Regions from separate parts of the Sus scrofa genome. Here region 2 is linked to region 1. The links are chromatin contacts, called in public HiChIP or PLAC-seq maps. All regions are on one chromosome and are shown on one strand. The core of a region is the stretch at or near the end of the contact, and the rest is flanking DNA. Distances in the headings are between cores, read along the strand shown.

The links. HiChIP or PLAC-seq counts read pairs in DNA pulled down with a chosen protein or histone mark.
Region 2: a contact with region 1 is called in an H3K27ac HiChIP or PLAC-seq map of alveolar macrophages. The contact joins two enhancer-like sites. A contact is called at or near these places in 1 of 47 Hi-C or Micro-C datasets (epiblast stem cells) and 1 of 2 datasets of contacts at active chromatin or transcription factors (alveolar macrophages).

What each region holds. Positions count from the first base shown.
Region 1 is chr17:51,776,429-51,784,302 of Sscrofa11.1, reverse strand. It overlaps LOC110257431 (a long non-coding RNA gene), which reads right to left. Exons shown (of 2, transcript XR_002340007.1): 1 at 7,832-7,874. Among named protein-coding and RNA genes, the nearest start is that of CEBPB, 58 kb to the right of the region's middle. Within about 2 kb of position 4,617, at least 5 of the 83 cell types and tissues checked have an H3K27ac peak or open chromatin away from gene starts, as enhancers often do. A contact at or near this core is called in alveolar macrophages, where this site is marked.
Region 2 is chr17:52,058,333-52,066,206 of Sscrofa11.1, reverse strand. It overlaps PTPN1 (protein tyrosine phosphatase, non-receptor type 1), which reads right to left. Exons shown (of 10, transcript NM_001113435.1): 2 at 3,891-3,981. Among named protein-coding and RNA genes, the nearest start is that of PTPN1, 45 kb to the right of the region's middle. Within about 2 kb of position 3,191, at least 40 of the 83 cell types and tissues checked have an H3K27ac peak or open chromatin away from gene starts, as enhancers often do. A contact at or near this core is called in alveolar macrophages, where this site is marked.

The sequences.
Region 1 (7,874 bases), core at 3,368-5,867:
CGGAATGCTCTTATGTCAGAGAGCCAGCCACATAGCTCACTCCCTTCCTGCTCACAGAGAAGACTTCCCTGATCAAGCAGCAGCACCTCCACCAGGACTGCAGTTCTTCATGGAACCCAGTGCTACTTGATGCTGTATTGGTTTATGGCCCCTGAGCTACCACCAGAATGCCAGTCCCATGATAACAGGGACTTCTGTTTGTTTTGTTCATTTCCGTATCCTCTGTGTTCTGAACAACTGCTGACACACAGTAGGGTTCAATAGACATTTGTGATACAGGTGAATGAATAAGTAAATGAATGTGTGCATGAGTGAAACTTCTCTCCTCTCAGCTAGACCAGGAAGAGGAATTCTCTGAGGGCAGCCACTAGGTCTCACATGTGTCTGGCACACAGTTGGCATTTGTGGAGAGAACAGATGGATGGCAGGGGCATTAGGAAATGAGAGATGCCAAAGCAAAGCAAAATAAGGAGGAAACCAAGGGAGAAAAGGAAATATTTATCCATTCTCCCAGAAAGCCTCTCCTGTCCTAAGCCTACACCAAGTGCTAGTTCACTTCAACATCACAAACCCCCACGTGGAAGCTTTTATTTTAAGCCCATTCTCCAGATTAGGAAACTGAGGCTGAGTGAGAAGAAATACTTTTTCCCAGGTCCCATGGCCAAGAAAGGGAAGGGCTGGCACTGAAAATCAGTCCTGTCTGCCCCCAAAGCCAGGATTCCAAGCTGAGTGCATTTGGCCCATTCATGCTGTCAACAGTTGGCTGAGCACCTACTATGCACCAGGCAGAGTGCTGAGCCCACTGAGGGGTATGTGAGCTCAGGGCTGTCAGGCTTTCAACCTTTGTAAGAAAGGCTGGGTGTCCACATTTCCCCCTGAAATCTCTCGTTCTTCAATGCTAGCTACCAAATCAGAATTTTAGAAAACACCATTCAGGTTAAAGAAAACATGTCTGTGGGCCACTAGTTTGAGACCCTTAGTCTAGGCTTGGAATTTCAGGGATCGTGGACATCACGGAGGGTGGGACAGAGGAGGCTTCCTGGAGGAGGGGGAATGAGGCTGGCCTTGGGCCTGAGGAGAGTGGGGCCAGCCTGAGAGGAGGGGGCCGTGGTGAGGAAAACCAGGAGGGACCTTGGGCTGCCCTCGGGCCATGCTGGGGGTCAGGGCAGGCTCCTGTCCAAGACTCCCCACCAAAGATGCCCAGCAGGTCAAACCAGATTGACACCAGGAACACCTGGGGGTCAGAGCACCACGGCAGCCCGCCCCATCCCTCCACCCATACTTCCTTTCCATCTTCCTTTGGCCCTCTGGGATCTGAGCTGCCTAGGACATGTCTCCCAGAAGTCTCTGTGTGCCCGCGAATTTCCCATGGGACTAGCTGGAGGGAGGTACTGAGAATGACCCAGCAGGGTGGCTGGGTGGACGTGCCTAAGCGCTTTCATCCACTGGTCATTAGAGACAACAGAGCCTCAAACAGAACATGTCTGAAATCCAAAATATTATATTGGCTTCAAAGAATATCATGACATTTAAGTTAAATGTCTTCGAAATATAATACCGTATCAGCCAGTCAACTGTAAGACAATGGTGTCTTTCAGTTGTATATAAATTCTCTTTAATGCAAAATATAGATGCATTTTCATGTTTGACACAAATTGAGCCAAGTTTGACACCAATTTCACCACTTACTAGATGGGAGAATTTTTGGTCAGGATCTTAGGTTTTCTATGCCTCCAAAACCTCATCAGTAAAATGAGGTTGAGGGGTATAACCAAGGTCTGGGGCTGTCATGCAGCTTAAATGAGATAATGCTCATTAAACACTTAGAAAGTACTTAGCACATAATAATCACACAGTATGTAGCAGTGATAATTATGGTTATCAATAGAGTGACACACCACTATTTCAAACCTCATTAAAAACAATAGATTCTGGAGATAGCAGCATGAATTCATGTTTAGTGAAATGAAAATATAGATGGCTACATATGGTAATATTTATAGATATCTGCATATGTATTTATATATAAGTAAATAGACATACACACACACACATATATATAGAAGTTCCCATCATGGTGCAGTGGAAATGAATCTGACTAGGAACCATGAGGTTGCAGGTTCAATCCCTGGCCTCGCTCAGTGGGTTAAGGATCTGGTGTTGCCATGAGCTGTGGTGTAGGTCACAGATGTGGCTCCGATCTGGCATTGCTGTGGCCCTGGCATAGGCTGGAGGCAACAGCTCCAACTAGACCCCTAGCCTGGGAACCTTCATATGCCGCAAGTGCAGCCCTAAAAAAAAAAACCCCACTCCACTGCAGAGGCAACACTGTATCCTTAACCCACTGTACCATAGAAGGAACTTCTATATTTCTTTTTTCTGTCAGCTGAGAAGGCCTAAAAGGAATGCCACCCCACTAGCAATAGGCACACTGGCACCCAGATATTGGTTTCTAACACCACTCTCCAAATAAAGGAATCAGGGCTCCATGGTGAAACCGCTGATTCTAAGACTGGGGTAAGAAATATACAAGACGAGCCTGAAGCATCTTGTAGCACTAGAAGTAAGTAAGTGCTCAAAGAAAGAAAAAAAAAAAAAAAAACCTACATTGATGGTGGTACATCGGGGCCAAGGGAACCAACTCAAAGAGCTCCTGTGGCCAAAGCTGCAACAATTTGAACAACAAAATTAATTAATATTGAATTATAACTCAAAGCGTAAATAAAATAGCCATGAGTCCATACTGATAGGATTGGATCAATAAGTCAATAAGGGAGAACAGACAAATCTGGGCAGAACTCTAAGTCATTTGTACACCACAGCAGAACCGCCTCCTCTTTAGGTGAGGGCTACACAGAGTGACTTTTTTCCAAAGAGGACAATAAGGGAAGAGGGGGGAGAGGAACTCCCCAGGGGAGAAACCCGACAAACACCGCCTGAGCCAGGTGATCAAGGTCAGCATCGACAGTGAAAAATCTTGTTGACAGTCTGTATTCTTGATGCAACATGATAAAAATGGCACTCTACTTCTGAGAGCTTCCTCCTCATCACCCACAACCCCCACCCAACCAAGACGAAAACATCAGAAAATTCTTTCAAAAGAAGAGCAGCCAACGAAAAACCTGACCAGTACTCCTCAAAGCTGTCAAGTTCACCAAAAGCAAGGAAAGTCTGAGAAACTGTCACAGCCAAGAGGAACCTAAAAGGACATGACAACCAAAGGTGATATGGAATCTTAAATGGGATCTTGGAATAAACAAACAAACATATTAGGTAAAAACTTTTAAAATCTGAATAAATTATGAACTTTAGTTAATAGTAATCCATCACCCCTGGTGCATTAACTGTAACAACTGTACCAGGACAATGTTAACGTGTTACTCATAGGGGAACCTGGGTGCAGGGTGCTACCTTTCCCATTTTTCTATAAATCTGATGCTGCTCTAAAAAATAAAGTCTATTTTTAAAAACTAGATACTTTTTCCAATATGCTTTCTTATATACTCTTATAGGTCATGGAATGATTTTTTTCCCCCAAACCCAGCTGATGTACCTTGGTTTTCAGAAACTTTCTCGTTTCACTGTCCCTTCTGAGTTGCAGCCTCACACTTCCAGATCATGGTCTTTTCATCTCTACGTGAAACCCTTTCTGCTTGGAAATTGTGCTTTGAGCCAAAGGACCTATTCTCCTGACACTGGAGAAGTTCTTCGGTCAGTTCATCCTGGTGTTTGCCTGGTGTTTCGCTCAACATTCAGCAATTGCCACTGGGGGGTTATACCAATGGCAGGAGTCATTACTAATTCGGAGTTAAACTGCTTTCTCCCTTCGCCTTTTCCAGTTCTATGACTTTGAGAGGCATCCCTGTGGCTCTGTTTTCATCTGAGAAGTGGTCTGAAGGTGCCACACAGGACATCCACCACGACAGATAATGATCTGGTTCAAACACTAGTAGTGCTGCTGATGAGAAAGTGTGCATTGAGGAAGGGGTGGACCCCAAACCTCTGCCCCCCTGCTCCAAGTCTGCTCCCTGGCCCCAAGAGCAGCTGACACTGTCTGGGAGGAAAAAGCAAAGGGGAAGCCTATGGCAAGACACCCATTTCTCAGAAAGTCTGGGTTGAAAGTCAGGGGGCCTGAGTTCAAGTCCTGCATCTGCCTCTGACTCACAGTGTCACCTTTGGCCACTCACTTCCCCCTCGTCTGGACCTCAGGTTCCTCATCTGGGAGTCAGGGGGTTGGACCAGCTGATCTTCCAAGCCTTCCCCATTTGCCACGGCACTGTTGAAATCAGGGCAGGTGATATTACTGCCTCTCCTCAGCCCACTTCACTCTCCCAATAAGCACCAAAGTCCAGAGACTATGGCCACGTTCACAACTAACAAACTCGCATCCCATCTGACAGGTGGCAATGACCTGTTACCTTTGTATTTCTTTAAAAAAGAAAAGCTGCAGAGGAGGGGTGCGCAGGTGCTTTTCTCTAAGGCGCCAGATCCAAAGGGCTCAAGCTCTGGGCTGGAAGTGAATCACGATGAGTTTGCACTTTGCATATTGTAGTCACTCATAACTTGGGTCTTTGTTTATAACAATCACCGTTGGAATGAAATTCAAATTTCTCACCCCGCCTTCGATGCCCTGAAGGACCCACCTCCTTCCTGTCTCTCCGATCCTCTCCCTCACTCTGTTCATGCCACAGTGGCTGCCCTTCTGTTCTCCGAACCCCCAGCTTGTTCTGACCTCAGGGCCTTTGCCTTTGCCGTTCCTTTCATCATCAACATCCCTCTCTCGGGTCACAGCTGCTTCTCAGGGAGGCGCTCTCCAGTCACCCTATTTAAAGAAGCCCCTGGTCACTCTCCATCACTCCTCCCTGGGATATTTGCTCCCAAGCTTTTACCACGTTCTGAAATGATGCTGTTGGTTTACCTGTGCACTGACCGTGCAAAGGCAGGGATTTTTTCTGTTTTGTGATGTGACTCCAACCTCCTGCCCAGGGGCTGACACAGGATAGGGTCTCAGCAAACACTGATGAAATGAATGTGTGAATGAAACTGGAATCATAGCAATCCCCAGCAGTGGAGTCTGCATTTTGGGAGCCCCGAGCCACCATGCTATCATTTCATCCCGAGGCAGGTGGTTTCCATCTTGCAGATGAGAAGGACAAGATTTTTGAGATTCAGAGCCTCAAAGGATAGAGCTGACCCTGCACTCAGTCTGGGGCCGTCAGCACTCGGGCTCCATCCACCCCACTAGGTTCCCCAGTGAGAGAGACTGGGATAGGGGAGCTGAGCCCCGCCCTCCACAAACTTGCACCCTTTGTCCGATGCAGAGCCTCCTAAGCATCTCCCTGTCCCCACCGCCTGGTGGAGCCCCTGGGACCAGGATGGGAGCCAGGTGTGCAGGTGGCCTGGCCTTGTGCTTGTCAGTGCCAGAAACTGGCCTGGGGAGCAAAGAGTGTGGACCAGTCCAGGGGCAGGTGATGTGGGCGACTTGCCCCAACTGAGCTCCTGATGTTCGCTGGGGCTCAGAGGGTGGCAGTGGACACAGGGTCCTTCTGGGAGTCCAGGGCTCAGGTCCCCACCTGCCTTTCCCTGAAGGTAGAGCTAACCTCTGGGGTTCTGACCTAAGGAGGGCAGTGAGGAAGGCAAGTAAACAATAGCCAAAAGGCAGCCTGTAAATCCCTAGTGCCGATCCCTCCTTGAACACTTGCTGGCTGTGTGTCCTTGAGCAAGTCGCTTAACCTCTCTGGACCTCCATCTTTGGCAGGTGGGTGGTGCTGCCGATTCAAATAGAGGCTCCCTGCATTCAAGGTCTGCTCTGGGATCAGGGAGGAAAGAGGAGACAGTTGGGGAGTTGGAGGACAGGCTCCCCCTCGGGTCAAGGAAGTCTCCCAGTCCACCTCCCACCCCCAGAGGAGATGCCTGCCCAGCCAGACCTGGAACAGTGAGTGGGAGTTTGGCACAGAGAAGTAGAGAGAAGGGTGCTCCAGGCAGAAGGCACAGCCTGTGCAGACAGCAGGCATATTGCCTGGCGAGCCTCCTTTCTCCCCTTAGGTCTCAGCTCAGATACCACCTCCTCAGAGGAGCCCTCCTGCTACCTTGATGGGAAGGAGGTCCCACCCTGTGCCCTCCATCAAAGCAGCTTATTTTCCTTCGTGCACTTAGGACAGTCTCGCTCGTTTGTTTATTATTTGTCTCCCCTGCCAAGTTCCCCCAGAGCAGGGACAGTGACTGTCCTGCTTGCTGCTCTGTCCCAGAGTCTAGCACAGCACCTGGCACACAGCAGACACCAAACAACGTGCTTGGGCACAATTCGAACAAGTCAGTCCCTGCTCTGTGCCTCGGTTTCCTCAGCTGTGAAATGACCATCGTACCCACACTCACCTCACAGAGGTGTTGTAAGAATTAAATGAGTTAGTATTTGTGGGGCCCTTAGAACAAATCCTGGCCCACAGTTGGTGCTCTGCATAAATGTGTAAATAAAAAATATAATAAGTGCATAAAGAGAATTATAGATGCATGGATTGGGAAGTCGTAATACTGCAAATCACCAAGTTGTGTAATCTAATATGCTACGGCTTATGTTTACTTTACTCATTCTCTATTTTACTTTTTCCAACTTTTTATTTTTGACAAATTCCAAACTCAAAGAAAGTAAACAAAACAGCACAACAAACACCTCAATGCACCAGTCACTGACTCTCCCCTTTGTGTGTGTCCCCTCTGGCTAGATAGAACAAGATGAACATCTATATTTTTATTCTCTTATTTTTTCTTTCTGACCCATATGGGAGCCGGTCAAAGACATTCAGATGATTTCCCTCTAAACTCTTCGGCTGCTGTGATTTTTTAAACTCTCTTGCTCAATGAATGAATTCTCTGGAAACAATTGTAACCTATTACCTGATGTTACAAATCTGTAATGCTACAATCCACTAATCTGTGAATCCTTCAGCCTGGAAACATTTGGTTCTAGAAACCACCCTCCGCTGGTTCTCAGAGTCCACACATGCTTGAGGTTCTACCTCTCACTCATCTGGGATTCCCGGAGCCCTGCCCCTGGGGTTCAGGAAATCAGCAAGGCGTTTGGTGCTTCTGAGCCCAGATTCCCACTTCCCAGAAGCCGATGCCCGGGACTGAGCAAGGGGAAAACCCAGCCAGTCCCAGCTCCCAACACAATGCCAAGCCCCAAAGTTGCCAAGTGGCACAGGGGCCTGGGTCACAGGACCAGGGGTGAGACCCTGGCCCGGTCACACTCAGTGGCCCTGTGGGGCCTCCCTGGGGTGCCCAGGCCCTCCACAGGCCAGCCTGGTGAGGGGCAGACAGGAGGCCCCCACCTCCACCCTGCTCATGGAGCAATCCTCTGAGTCACCCCCACCTCATGACTCGCCTGCCCGCCACCACCAAGGCCTGTAATTAAGCCTCCTCCGAGGCTGGGTTTTATCGGCCCATCGGGCAGACCTGGGAGGGGGACGCCCCGGAGGTCCCCCACAGACACAGCCCATCCTGGGGCTCGGTGGCACGCCATCCGGGCGTGCCTCTGCCATAGGTGGCAGCTAGCCCCAGGTCCAGAGGCTCACTTTCCGCTCCCAGAATTCCCACTGTCCATTCCCCGAAACTCTGCCTCAAGTACCCACCATTCAAGCCATTTTCCTACTAAAATGTAAAGTGAGCACTCACATTTCAGAATGAATTTTCCAAAGCCCAGCAAGGGAACCAGCTCTGCTAGGCACCCTAGAGGTTAAGGATGTCTTAGTGGAAAGATGCCTGTGGTGGTGGCGGTCGGACAGGCCTTGCAGTGGGTGCTGGAGAAGAGAGGAAAGACAAGCTATCTCCTTACCTCCTCCCCTTGTCGGCTGCCCTGACCCTGGAGGAAGTTACTC
Region 2 (7,874 bases), core at 1,942-4,441, 280 kb before region 1:
AATTCCACCCAGTCCCCAGAGCTCTTGTTAGTAAATGAGCTGAGTAGGTAAGACTTAGGACCACACCTCAACCTAACCTATGCCTAATGGTTTGAAGACTAAATGGCCTAAGTAAACAGCAATGTGAAAGGTTATACCTTGAATTCCTTGACACGGGATTTTTTGTTTTTTGTTTTTTTTTTAAGTTCAAGAATAACATAAATGTAATAATCAAAGACAAAAGAGTTTAAGTGGAAAAAATAAACTCTGAATCCAAAACACTGAAAGTATATATATTTTTTTGTCCTTTTTTTTGCTATTTCTTGGGCCGCTCCTGCGGCATATGGAGGTTCCCAGGCTAGGGGTCAAATAGGAGCTGTATCCTCTGGCCTATACCAGAGCCACAGCAAAGCGGGATCCGAGCCGCGTCTGCGACCTACACCACAGGTCACGGCAACGCCGGATCGTCAACCCACTGAGCAAGGGCAGGGACCGAACCCGCAACCTCATGGTTCCCAGTCAGATTCGTCAACCACTGCGCCACGATGGGAACTCCTTTATTTATTTATTTATTTATTTAGTCTTTTTTGAAAGTATATTAAATGTAACTTTCAGAATAGTTTATTTTTTTAAATTTTATTTATTTATTTATTTATTTACTGGGCTTTTTGTCTTTTCTCGGGCCACACCCATAGCATATGGGGGTTCCCAGGCTAGGGGTCTAATCAGAGCTGTAGCCGCTGGCCTACACCACAGCCACGCCACATCCGAGCCACATCTTGGACCTACACCACAGCTCACGGCAACGCTGGATCCTTAACCCGCTAAGCAAGGCCAAGGATCGAACCCGCAACCTCATGGTTCCTAGTTGGATTCGTTAACCACTGAGCCACGATGGGAACTCCCGTTTTTTATTTTTTTACTTTTGTCTTTTTAGGGCCACAACTGTGCCATATGGAGGTCCCCAGGCTAGGGGTCAAATTGGAGCTGTAGATGCCAGCCTACACCACAGCCATAGCAATGTGGGATCCAAGCCGCATCTGTGACCTACACCACAGCTCACAGCAATGCTGGATCCTTAACCCACTGAGCGAGGCCAGGGATCGAACCTGCCTCCTCATAGATGATAGAATCATTTCCACAGAGCCACAATGGGAACTCCGAGAACAGTTCTTAGGAATAAATTCATATTGGAAAGATTTGCCCCAAGTTACGAAGAAGCCCAGCACTTTTTTTCTCCCCTTTTACTATGACTTTGTTATAAAAGCTATGGTTTCCTAAGGGCCACTTTCCTCATCCCACTAGTATAGCTAAAAAGAGCAGGTGGGATTACACTTAGAACGTATAAGCAATGAGGTTCCACTGTACGGCACAGGGAACTACATCCAATCTCTTGGGGTAGGCCATCATGGAAGATAACATAAGAAAAGGAGTGTACATATGTATGACTGGGTCACCTTTGCTACAGAGCAGAAATTGGCACACCATTGTAAATCAACTATAATAAAAACTAAAAAAACCAAAAAGAGAGCAGGTGGTTATTTTTATTTCTGGTACAACACAAGGGATGATGAACTCAGGTGATCATCCATAAATTTCTCCCCCTGCCCAGTGGAAAAGGAAAAATTAGTGGGAATAAGTGGTTTGAGACTTTGTTCTAAAGGGTCTCAAAGAGATGTTTTTGAAAATCAGTCACTGTTTGGAATAATGTTTCTCATCATAGAGGGTTAATACAAACTGAAACACTTGGGTAATATTTAAGTGGGTCATGGAGATAAGAGATCTCAAAAAAATTATGACTGGCACTGGTGGTTATGTGAGTGGACTCACACAGCACTGGGTGGGGACTTTGGGCAAACAACTTATCGTCTGAGTGCTGGGTTTTCCACCTGCCAAATGGAAGCTAACAACAATCACTTTGTCCCTTGAAACATTTCCCCCATTTCCTCCACAACCTTAAAAGCAAATTACTTTTTCTACTGAAGATGGAGAAAGGGGAGAAAAAGAAAAATATAAAGAGTGAGACTGGACAGGGGTGAAAAAGCTTTTCAATTGTATCTCTGGAAGAATATTTTATTTTATTTTATTTTATTTTATTTATTTATTTATTTATTTATTTGCTATTTCTTTGGGCCGCTCCCGCGGCATATGGAGGTTCCCAGGCTAGGGGTTGAATCGGAGCTATAGCCACTGGCCTACGCCAGAGCCACAGCAATGAGGGATCCGAGCCACGTCTGCAACCTACACCACAGCTCATGGCAACGCCAGATCATTAACCCACTGAGCAAGGGCAGGGACTGAACCCGCAACCTCATGGTTCCTAGTCAGATTCGTTAACCACTGCGCCACGACGGGAACTCCCAAGAATATTTTAAATGCTGTTTTTTTTTCCTCTGTAAAACTGGTTCATAAAACCATTTAGATGAGCACTGATCAAAAACGTTGAAAAGGAATATTAAAGACAACATTAATGCCTAATTCAGAGCAAGTACAGCAAAAGCTGCAGACCAAGGGCCCCGCCGGCAGTGCGTCAAAGATTCCAACAGTGATTGTTCTTTCCAGTTCAGAGTAGCTGCCCCAGAGCTTCACAGCAGAATCACCTGAGAAGAGGTTACTAGCATTATTTTTAAATAAAACCTATGAGGTGCAATGACCTATAAATCAAGAGAACTGGGCACTGGGGCAAAATCATGCGTCACGTGACCTAGAACTGTACTTCAGATGGTCCTGGCGGGTACCTTCAGATAACAGCCGTCACAACCACAGCTAACACTCATGAGCAAGACACTGGGCTAACTGGCTGATGTTACTTTATTTCATCTTTACACAATCCTGAGATCTGTGTGACTCCTGTTTGACTGAAGATCAGAGGAAAGGTCAACCGGCCTGAGGCCTCTCAGCTCTGAGGGGGAGAGGGAGTCACCAAGCCAGGCAGGGACCTCCAGGCTAGCAGTCGGAGGCAGCCTGCTCTGTGCCCACGCAGGTCCAATTTACTCCCCTTCCAGGGGCCTGGGCACTGCACAATTCAGGGCAGGGGACACTGCCGACTCTCCTGCAGGCGGGCACCAAGAGCTGCCACCAGAGCCAGGCACAGTGAGCTTCAGCAGGCTTGAGGGAGGTGCCTGGCTGAGGACTGACCGGCTGTATCTCCCGTGTTCCTGGCAGAGAACACTGCCATGGAGCTGTCGGCACCACATCCCTTGCTGACTGATAACGGCCACATGGAGGTGAGTCAAAAAGTCCTCTGTGGCCTAGAGAAAGGGGCAAAGTTCATGTCCTTTACTCAGCTCCAGTTTTTCTTACTTGATACAAATTCTAACACATTTGGTTATTTACTTTTCCCATCACTGGACTGAAAACCAATTACACAGAAGGCAGAAAAGGCGGCCAGCAGGCACACTGAGAGCTAATAGCAGGAAAGAGCCAGAAAAATGACGATGGCGGCAGGCAGTGGGTGTCGGGTCAACAAGCAGAGCTGCGTCTTTAGTTGAGGAGGTGAAATGCTCCCCCCCCTTAATGCCTGTAGGGCACCATTATAGTTCATTACAATGCTCAGGGTCTAATAATACTGTTGCTGAGTCATCCAGAAGGGGTTCTATTATGCCTGTGACACTCTGCTTCAGCTGGTAGGAAAATGATTCATCACTGAAACAGTCAAAGCTAAAAAAAAGTGCTTTGAACTTAGCTGAATTTTCCAGAAACTGAAACCTTACCCCTTCTACAAGGGTGGAAAAATGAACCATTACTATAAGTCTCTAATGCCTTTATTATAGGAAACAATCAAGTCATAAACCTTTACTGCTGCCGACTTATTACCAAACCCTGGGCTAAAGGAACCTTGACTGAGAGGCCCTGCAGCTGAGGAAGGGCTGCCGCAGTGGAAGCAGGGGAACAGCGACGTGGATACTTACAGGGACTGACATCTCTGTACCTGTTTCGGTTCTTGTTCTTGGGAAGCTTGGCCACTCTACAGGGGAAGTCACTGGCTTCGTGTCGGATATCCTACAAAAAAAAGGATAAAGAGTTCTCTCTTGAAATCTCTGGCATCAGGAATTCATCTAGATGGTTAACTGAGCATGGGCCATGTGCCAGGCACTGAGGAAGACCTAGCCCAGAACCAGACATCAAAGGGAGCCAGGCAGGGTGGGAAATGCAAGGTGCTAATTCAGAGGCACAAGGTCATGGGAGGAAAACTGAAGAGGAACGACTGCACGCCTGGGGTGGAAGGAAGGGGCATGGGGCTGAGAGCTGGAAAGATGAGGAAAAGGGCTTGGGGGCAGGCGGGGGGGAGTTCACATCTTTTGTAGGAACAGCGAGTGAGCAAGTGGGAGGAATGACAGCTGGCCAGAGTGCACAGGTTGGGATAGGCCGGGTCTTGGAGAGCCTTCAAGGTCAGGCCTAGGAGTTCCGCCTGTAACCTTTTGTAAAGCCACTGTTATCAAGAGCAGAGAGAACGCCCTTTTAAGCCAACAAACCATCCAAATGCTTTCCTAGGAGACGTAAACAAATCCCACTGTACCAAAGTGTCAGGAAGACCAAGTGCCTGGACTCATAGGAGACCTGCCTTGTGCCCCTGCTAGACGGCTCACATATCTAATTCTGCTCTCCAAAATCAATACCATAGTTACATTTCAAAATCTTTAAGTTTATATTTTACTATTACTAAAAGACAAGTCTGCACAACAATGTGAATGACTTCATGCCACTAAAGTTGTATACCTAAAAATGGTTACAACGGTAAACTTTACGTTATGTGTATTTTACTACAACTTAAAGTGCACTTCTCTGGAGGGAGAGCAGATCCACTGCTTGCACGGACGCAGCTGTCTGAGGGCAGCTGGATCTCTGCTGCCCCCCCCCCCCCTTCTGTGCTGCTGGGTACTGCTGCCTCACACCTCTGCAGAAATCTGGAGGCTGATCTTCTAGAAAATATAAATCAGGGGGTAGAGTGGTCTCTAGATGATGTGAGCAGACAAGAGGAAAGACCAAAAGATGCTATCGTAAGGGTATGTAACTAACAGTCCCCCTGGCACCTTAAAGGCCCCATGGTCAGGTCTGTGCTGACAAGCCCCTTACACCTGTTCAGAGCTTGCTGTGGGCCCTGTAAGCCCCTACTCTTCATCCTGCACAGACCACTGATTATAAGATGTCAGAGGAAAGAAAGTCTCTAACACAAAAGAGATTTAAAAGAAAAACAAAGCTGCGGGGGGGAGGGGGGGAAGCCCCTTGGAGGAAATAAACTACAGAGAAATGAGAGCTTCAAAAAACATATTATTGGAGTTCCTATTGTGGCTCAGCAGTAACGAATCTGACTAGTATCCATAGGGCACAGGTTCATTCCCTGGCCTCACTCAGTGGGTTAAGGATCCAGGGTTGCTGTGAGCTGTGGTGTAGGTCTCAGACTCGGCTCGGATCCCATGTTTCTGTGGCTGTGGTGTAGGCTGGCAGCTGTAGCTCCGATTCGACTCTTAGCCTGGCAACTCCCATATACTGCAGGTGCAGCCCTAAAAAGACTTTTAAAAATTATTAATATACTCAGAAAGATAAGATACTGTATCCATAGGTTATGAAAAGGACGTTACATAAAATAAAAACGTCTCTTGGAATGTAAAAACAAGATGGCAGAAATTATAAGCTTATCCAGAGTCTGAAGATAAAGGTAGAAAAAAATCCTTCCAGAAGGTAAAGTCTAAACAAACAAATAAATAACAATAATAGAAAATGAAACAAAAGGAAAGAAAACACAAAAAAATAGTTCAAGGAAACCTCCCAGATATATCAAGTGTTCATCAAAATGATAAAAAAAAAGACCCATACTGAGGCACATTAATCATAATTCCAGAATCCTGCAGACAAAGAGAATATTCTGTAAGCTTCCAGGAAGAAAAACAGTTCACTTTCAAAATATAAAGTGATCAGAATGGCTTCAGATTTTGTAAGAACACTGAAAACTGGATGGCAATGGAGCAATGCCTTCACAATTCTGAGGAAAAATGATGTTCAACCTAGAATTCTATATAAAGCTCAGTGATATCAAGAGAAGGGACAAGAAAAACATTTCTAGACATGCAAGGTCTCAAAAACTTTACCACCCCTGCCCCCCTTTTTCAGGAATCCACTGGAGCATGTCTTCCACCAGAGTGAAGAAATTAACTAAGAAAAAGAAAGATGTAAGATATACAGAAAAAAGTGGGCGGTGTGGGGGGGAATCCAACACAAGAGCAGAGGCACAGGAAATTTCCACAGAAGCTATGACGGGGGAGCACCCAGATGATAACTCTGTACCACCCTAGGAAGCCAGCGGCCAGATCGGACCAGAAAGACTCAAGGGATGGATGTGTCAACCACATGCCTTGGTCCACAGTACCAACGGCGATCCAACGAAACCACCAGAGAGAAACAAGGCGATCTCAAATTCAGAAAACAGGGAATCCAACTGAGAAGCAAAGCAAAGAAGTCTCAAGATGGTAGCTGTGTGGCAGCTTATAGACCAACTGGCCCAGGCAGGAGAATGGAAGTCTCCAGCAGGGAGACCTCCAAGACCAAAACTGAAGCTGAGGAATCGCCTGAAATCGCTCTGTGCAGTCAGGAGTCATGAGCCACATGTGACACTGAGAGCACTTGAGATGTGGCCGCTCTGAAAAGAGATGCTGTAGAAGTGCAAACACTTCAGATTTTGATGACTTAGTGCTAAAAAAAAAAAGGAAGTAAAATATCTCAAATATTTGAAATATTAACTATCGGTTGAAATAACATTTTGAACACATTGGGTTAAGCAAATCATACTATGATTTTCATCGGCTTCCTTTTACCTTTTTACTGTGGCTACTAGAAAAAGTAAAATTACATGTATGTGTGACTGGGTCACCTGGCTGTCCAGTAAAAAATTGACAGAACACTAAACCAGCTATAATGGAAAAAAATAAAAATCATTTTTTAAAAAAGTAAAATTACATATGTGAGTTGCATTGTACTTCTATTGGATAGGACTGCCTGACCTTGTGGAAAATTGTTCTAGAGGCTACTAGAAGGTATGGGTAGAATTGGCAACAGGGAGAAAGATAACTAGGCAAATACAAATGAAAAAAACAAGGCAATTAACTACAGGAAAATTTATTTAAAAGGAAATAGTACAACACTATTTGTGACTATGTGCCAAGGAAAATAATGTAAATAATGAATAGTTTTATTTTTATTATTTCTATTTTTTGTCTTTTTTGCCATTTCTTGGGCTGCTCCTGCGGCATATGGAGGTTCCCAGGCTAGGGGTCTAATCGGAGCTGTAGCAGCTGGCCTACGCCACAGCCATAGTGATGCGGGAACTGAGCCTCATCTGCAACTTACACCACAGCTCACGGCATCGCTGGATCCCCAACCCACTGAGCAAGGCCAGGGATCGAACCCACAACCTCATGGTTCCTAGTCGGATTTGCTAGCCAATGAATATTGTTTTAATCAAAACGTATAACATACTGGGAGAATGGGGAGGGAGGAAGCAAACAATAGGGAATGGCTATTTAAGAAAACTAAATTCTCTACCTTTAGGAAAGATTAATTCCAAATTTATCATTTGATTAATGAATCAAAAGATAAAGATTTTCCTTAGAAATATGGAAATAAATACAAGGTAGAATCAGTAGAGTTCAAATCAGTCATCCATGGGAGTTCCCTGATGGCTCGGCGGGTTAAGGATCCAGAGTCATCACTGCTATGGCTCTGGTTACAGCTGTGCGGTGGGTTTGATCCCTGGCTGGAAACTTCCATGTCATGGTTACGGCCAAAAAAAGGATAATTATCCATGAAGAGAAAGCCTGGGGAGTCAGGCACTGTGGGAAGCAAATAACTATTTTATTTTTAAATTTTTTATAATTGTTTATTTTTAACTTTTAAATTTT